Regions from separate parts of the Anser cygnoides genome. Here region 2 is linked to region 1. A link is a contact called in public Hi-C data. All regions are on one chromosome and are shown on one strand. The core of a region is the stretch at or near the end of the contact, and the rest is flanking DNA. Distances in the headings are between cores, read along the strand shown.

Evidence for each region. A called contact is a pair of places that touch in the nucleus more often than the background predicts.
Region 2: a contact with region 1 is called in a Hi-C map of liver, with 7 times the contacts expected there. The contact joins the enhancer-like site here to the promoter of FGFRL1 in region 1. A contact is called at or near these places in 2 of 7 Hi-C or Micro-C datasets (both in liver).

Annotation. Positions count from the first base shown.
Region 1 is chr4:6,577,421-6,580,476 of Taihu_goose_T2T_genome, reverse strand. FGFRL1 (fibroblast growth factor receptor like 1) reads right to left here and starts at 1,493. Exons shown (of 7, transcript XM_048048078.2): 1 at 1,177-1,493; 2 at 18-127. The coding sequence starts at 78.
Region 2 is chr4:6,670,501-6,673,556 of Taihu_goose_T2T_genome, reverse strand. The region is part of intron 3 of FGFRL1 (fibroblast growth factor receptor like 1); the gene reads right to left. Among named protein-coding and RNA genes, the nearest start is that of FGFRL1, 93 kb to the right of the region's middle. Within about 2 kb of position 1,551, at least 2 of the 3 cell types and tissues checked have open chromatin away from gene starts, as enhancers often do. A contact at or near this core is called in liver, where this site is marked.

The sequences.
Region 1 (3,056 bases), core at 244-2,743:
CTCCGCGGTCCCCTTACCTCTGGCCGAGTCCGAAAACGCAATTATCCCCGCAAAAAGGAGCGCGAGCTGCAAGTCCATGGTGAAAGCCAGACCCCTCCGGGTCGTGCGGGACACCGTCCTCTCAGACCTGGAGGCAAGGGAAGGAAAGCGAAATAATTACGGGGGGAAACAAACCAACAGCCCGCGACTTCGCAGACTTTTAAAGCCTGTTGCAGAGGCGCGAGGGCAGGAGCAGCGAATGAAACAGCGACTGTACTTGTAATTCATTCCTCGGCGTTCGGCGAGCAAAACTTTACCCTCCTCTCTGCTTCAGCCTGATATAAATCAAGAACCCACCGAGGCCAGCACGCTGCTCTAAGCTCCCAGTTAGTGCATAATTCGCTGATATCCCGCACGGAGCCAGTCCGGAAGGCAAACAAAACGCTAGCGAGTGGCCATAAAACACGATTCCAGGTTACCAATTTGCGGAGGAGCCCGGGCGGAGGGGAGGAGGAACGCTTCCTCGCCCATCGGCACCCAGCAAACTTCGTGCAGCCGCCTCGGAGCCCCCAGCCCCGCTCCGTGCCGGGGACCCGCGCCGCTTCGTGCACCCCACAGCTTCTTCTGCCAGCTCTCCCCGTCCCTCTCCTCCTTCTTCTCTCCCCCCCCACCAAGCCAAGCCAAGCCCCGCTGGTTTCCCTGCCCGCCAGAGGTGCGTCCCACAGCAAAACTGCATTAAATTATCCGGATTCTTGAAGATGCCTTCGCGGCCAGACGCGCAAGCGGGGTAGCTCAGGTTTAGGGTAATTACCCCCCCGGCGTCCCCCCCCTCCTCAAACTCTCACTCTCTAAACTCTGCCTGAATTCCTCACCCTTGTAAAGACCCCGCTGGGAACACCCCGTGCCCCCAGGGGACACGCAACCCGCTCAGCATCCACCAAAGCTCCCTCGCCACCAGGTTTGGGGTCGCCGTGGCACACAGGGGGGGGACACACACACAAAATACACACCCCAAGGAAGGGGCTCCCCCCTTTTCCAGGAGGAGGGGGCACAGCTTTAAGCCTTTACCAGCCGGGATTTGCTACGGGGAAGCAGCGGGGGATTGAGGGATGGGGTGGGGGCGACGGCACTAGGTGCGACATGGGTGGTAAAAGGGGGGGGTCCTGGTGAGGGGGGGGGGGACACACAAGGACTTACCTCGGCTGCCTGCGGGGCTCTAGCACCGTGCAATGCCGCCCATCCCCGTCGCCTCATGCCCTCCGCGGCCACGGCGCCCGGCGGGGCGCTCCGCCGCCGGCCTCTACCTCATCTCCACCCCCACCCCCCGGCCCCAAAACCGGGGGGCTGCCTTCGGGGGGGGGGTGTCCCCGGTCCCCACAGAGCGGGGGCTCCTCCGAAATCCCCGCAGCCCCCCCCGGGGGGGTCTGCCAGCGGGGAGCCACCGGCGAGGAGCGAAGGGAAGGGGAGGTGGGGTGGGAAGGAAAGGGGGTGAAGAAGAGGTGGGGGGGGGTCGTAATGCTGCTTGCTTCCCTGGGGGGGGGGGGGCTGCGTGCGGGGAGGGGGGCAGCGGGACCTGCCAGGGATGCCCGGGGATGCCGTCCCGCGGCCCTCCGAGCCGGAATCCCGTTTAAGGAGCCGGGAGGGGGAAAGGGCTTGGGGGGGAGGAAGAGGAGAGGAGGAGGAGGAGGAGGAGGGTGGTTGGGGGCCGGGAAGGGGCGGTGGGAGGCGGGGGGGGGTGAGGGGGGGTGGCGGAGCGCAAGGAGCCGGGCTCGGGAGCAACTTTCCCTGCAGGGCTTTGTGGCGGTGGGGGCCGAGCCGCCGCGGAGGGCGGTGCGGGGCCGCCCCGCTCCAAACTTCGCACCAATCCCGGGCAGCCCCCGCCCTCCCCGCCGAGCCGCCGCTCCCCTTAACCCTTTTGCGGCGGCTGAGCCCCCCCCCGGACCCCCTCAGACCCCCGACGGGCCCCCTCGTAACCCCCCGCCACCCTTTTTCCCCCGCCCCACGACCCCTCCCTCGTTCCCCGCGCACCCCACGAAGTGATGCTCCCGCAGTGTGTCCCCCCTCATCCCCACACCGCCGCCTTCCCCTGAGGAAACCCCCGTGGGGACAGGCCGAGCCCCCCCCACAGCCCCCCGGGGCTTGGGGACACGGGGACGAGGACATGGCATGTCCCGGGGGGGGGTGACATCCCACGGGGGGGGGACGGACATCCCCCCCTGCCAGCACGGGTGCAGCCCCTCTGGGAATGAAGCTAAGCTAAACTTGAAGCAATCCAGCTCGAAAATAAAACTGCTGGGGAGTCTTCTCCTTGGGTTAGCCGCTGAAATTATTTGTTTTTTACCTTCATACGGCTCAGCTGATGCGTCCCCTCTCATAACTGCTCTCCGCACGGGATAAAACTCAACCCGGCAGAGCTACCAAACAGACTAAACAAATGCCAAGAGGGAAAAAAACAAGCTGCCTGAATAGCTCTACTATGTGGAGAGAAACATTGCTGATGTCTTTTATTGGTTCTCTTATTTGATAAGCTCTTATTTCTCTTATTCGATAAGCTCCAGCGGGAAGGCCTCCAGGAAAATGAAGGGGTCGCAATCCTCAGTGTTGGGGAGAACCCCAACACCCAGGCCAAGAAGCAGCTTCCACGTCCACTTTATCTATTTTGTGAGGATTATGAAAGCACACCCTCTGTTATTATTGTTACCGAACGCTTTTACTCAGCAATTCCTGACGGCATGAAATCTAGTTATAGGATATCCAAGTGAAAAACATTTCAGACTAAACATATAAACCCCCCACATCCAGAAACAAACAAAGCAGCTGACAATATCTTTTTTATATATTCTACATATTTTTATCATCATTTTTATTATTAAAGTTCATTAATTTGAGAAATCCCAGATGGGCTACTCCTCCTATCAGGCAATAACTTCAGCCTCGTTGACTTCAAAGACGGTGTTGACTGAGTCAAACCTTCAGGACTTGACCTACGTGGTTGTATTCATGCCATGGACCCTGATAAAGTTGCTTCAAGTTGCACCAGAATGAGAGCTACATCTCGAGCAATGATGTGTAAAAAA
Region 2 (3,056 bases), core at 302-2,801, 93 kb before region 1:
GTATGTTTAAGCAGCAGGAGTTCGTAAGGCCGATTTGTAAATCAATCTGGCAGACTCATACAGAATCCCATCTCTGCCAGCTTTTCTAAGTAAGATGCTCTTAAAATATTAAGTACTTAATGTGTCTGCAATACAAAAGGAAGGAAAGATTTTTACGAAATCCCTCCCCTGATGTTTTTCTCCTTTTGCTCCTTCTCCCCTTCATTTCCTCCCTATGGAACTGCAACACAAGCTACTCCCCTTGGATGAGTGCAATGAATTTTAGCAGTCCTAAAGCTGAAGAGGGTGACTCCCTGCAACAGGGTATGAGGGTGACTCCCTGCAACGTGGGCAGAGCACCCTGCTCCTGACTCACATGCATTCTTTCCGGGTAATTCCACCGATTTCCCACCACGACCAACGGCAACTGCATGCATGGACTACATCCAGTGACAGTGCTCCCGATATTTGAGCTCAGAGTTCTCTTAAAGCAGAAGAAAAAAATTAAAAAAAAATTACTGTAGTCTTGGAACTGTCTCAGGCCCCACCTTCCATGTTCCTATTAATTTGTATTACACTGTTACAGAGGTCACAGCTCATATTCAGAGGTGGTTCAGAAATGCCTTTCACATTCTGAATCCCAAAGCATTGTACAAGCTCTGAGTTAGGCACTAGCAAGCCTTGCAGTTGTTTTGTGCTCACTGTGAGTTCACCCAACAGCAGAATGTTTTGCACTGGTGTTAGAGGGATTGCTTATTGCGACAGCAGTACTGGTCAGGCTTTGCTTAGAAGAGAGCAAACTATCTTTAAAAATAGCTTCTGCTTAAGTACTATTTCCCTAATGGTCAGGGCAGACACTATAGTTTCTTAAAATTGCTTTAGAAATCCATTCTCTCAATCTCCTTTTAAAACACCCATTCCTGAGAAGCACCTCAGTATTCAACACGTGAACCCGACTTACATTTTCCCAAGGAATGTGTACTCAGTACACACATTTTTCAAAAGGTGTCACTGGACGGGTAGGTAGGGTTTCAAAACCTTTCAGCATTGGCAATACTCATCCCAAGGAAGTTCATGGGAATACTTCAAAAGGCATTGACTCAGCCTCGGCTGAGTAATTTTGAAAACCTCCCCTTTATCTTCCAGCTTTGCTGGCCCCAGAGATAAATTGCTTTAAGTTCAGTTAAACATCCTCCTTTAAAATTACAGGCTTCTAAATGGGGTCCTTCTCTCTTAAGAGCACAAAACCCATTTCACTTGTGGCCTGAGTCATGCCATATTTGAAGAGACGTTTGGGAAAAGCAGTGGCTAAATACCCACCCGTTGCTTTACACGCTGAGCAGGGACCAAAGCATCAGCAAAGAACCGGCTGTACCATCTCAGCTTACCAGTGGTTTGCACTTGGAGGCTGGAGGAGAAATCCCACTTCCCCACAATCCCAAACAGACAGGATGCAGTGAGCAGGCTTGGAAATACCTTCGATGTCCACGGGACACTGTCTAAGCAAGGCACAAAAGCAGCGCCATCCCAAAAAGTTAAATCACTGCTGGTGTGAAAAAAAAGCTGGTAAGGGGCTCCAGAGAGGTGGTTGTCAGTAAGACAAGCAATAAAGTACTGTAAAAACAGGCTGCAGCAAAAAATAACAGGAAAAATGTGCAGACAACTTGTTGGGTTTTATTTTCGATGCCTGAAACCATTTCTGCGGTCCATAGCACATGAGCAAAGACAAACAGATTTGGCCCCAAACACAGAGGAGTGCTTTCTCCAAATACCAGGTGGAAAGGATCGAGTGAATCTTTTAATGAGTTTGCCCTTCAGGACATGCCAGCATGGCCTTGTAGGAGAGGGGATGCTTTCACAGGACCAGCAATACTCCCTCCCTCGCTGCAGATGCTGAAGGATGGCGGAAATGTCACTGGTGAGCAGCCGGGTGTGCAGCCTGTCCTCCTGCAAAATGTGGCACTCGAGCACAAGAAGAGCCAAAAATTCCTGAGAAGAGCTAACACAGGTCAAACAAACAAATAGCAATAACCACATAGAAAGCGCAACCTTGGTGTCTGAGGTTTAAGAGTTTAATTTATAGCTGAATGTGTCCGTGACCCAGGTTTTGCCTAGAACAAGGGTAAAACATATCCAAATCATTCCCAGCAGAGGGATAGGAGATGCACGCGGGTGCTGAGGCTACTGAGGATGTCAGGTGGTCAAATTCCTTTCTGATGCAATTCCACTGATCTACCCCAAAAAAGCCACTGCCCTTTGGTCTGTTTACCATGGCAAGGTTTCAAGGGCCCACCACAAAATTATCTGTAATTACCCGAGGATGGAGTGCCCAGAGAACAGCCTCTGTTTTCTGAAGGTCGCGGAGCCACGTTTTGAAAACGGGCACGATCACAGCTTCTCAGACACCTCCCTGTAGTCTCCAAAAACCATCCCAGAGGCAAAGGGCTGGTGGAGTCCCCGCAGATGATGCCAACGGATCCACTAACGTGCTGGGAGATGGCTCACATTGGCACCGGAGCAGCATACCCAGCACCTCGCTGCAGTTTCGAGCCAGAGGCACAGATCAGCTCCTCACAATTCACCCTCAATAATATCCACTTCCCACAAGTGGAGGCTGCTGCATCTTCCAAACCTCCTTGAAGGAAAGGGATTAAGGAAACCACACTCAAACCAAAGCAGCTCACAGGAGACCCTGGCTGGAACAAGCCGCTCTGCGTTGAATTTCCCCAACTTTCTCTTGGGTTGGAGAGTTTCTCCTGCCAAAGCACACATGAGGGCTACCAGGAGAAGCTGAAGTGGGCTCACAGTTGTCAGGAGACGCTGCAAACACAGCACAAACACTGGGCTGTGCCGGGGGCTGGGGAGGCACCATCCCTCTCCTCTGCCACGATATTCCTGGGATTGCTCCGGAGAGAGCAGCAGGCAGGTCTGGGAATCCCACCCGTGTCTGCAGTGGGTCCAGCTCCCTTCCCAAATTCCCTGGCAGCAAATGAGGAGGACTGCCACCAGCCCTTCTCTGTCCTGCCAGCTGCAAGCTCAGTGCAGGTGAGATGTAGACTCTTGGTTACTTCAGCAGA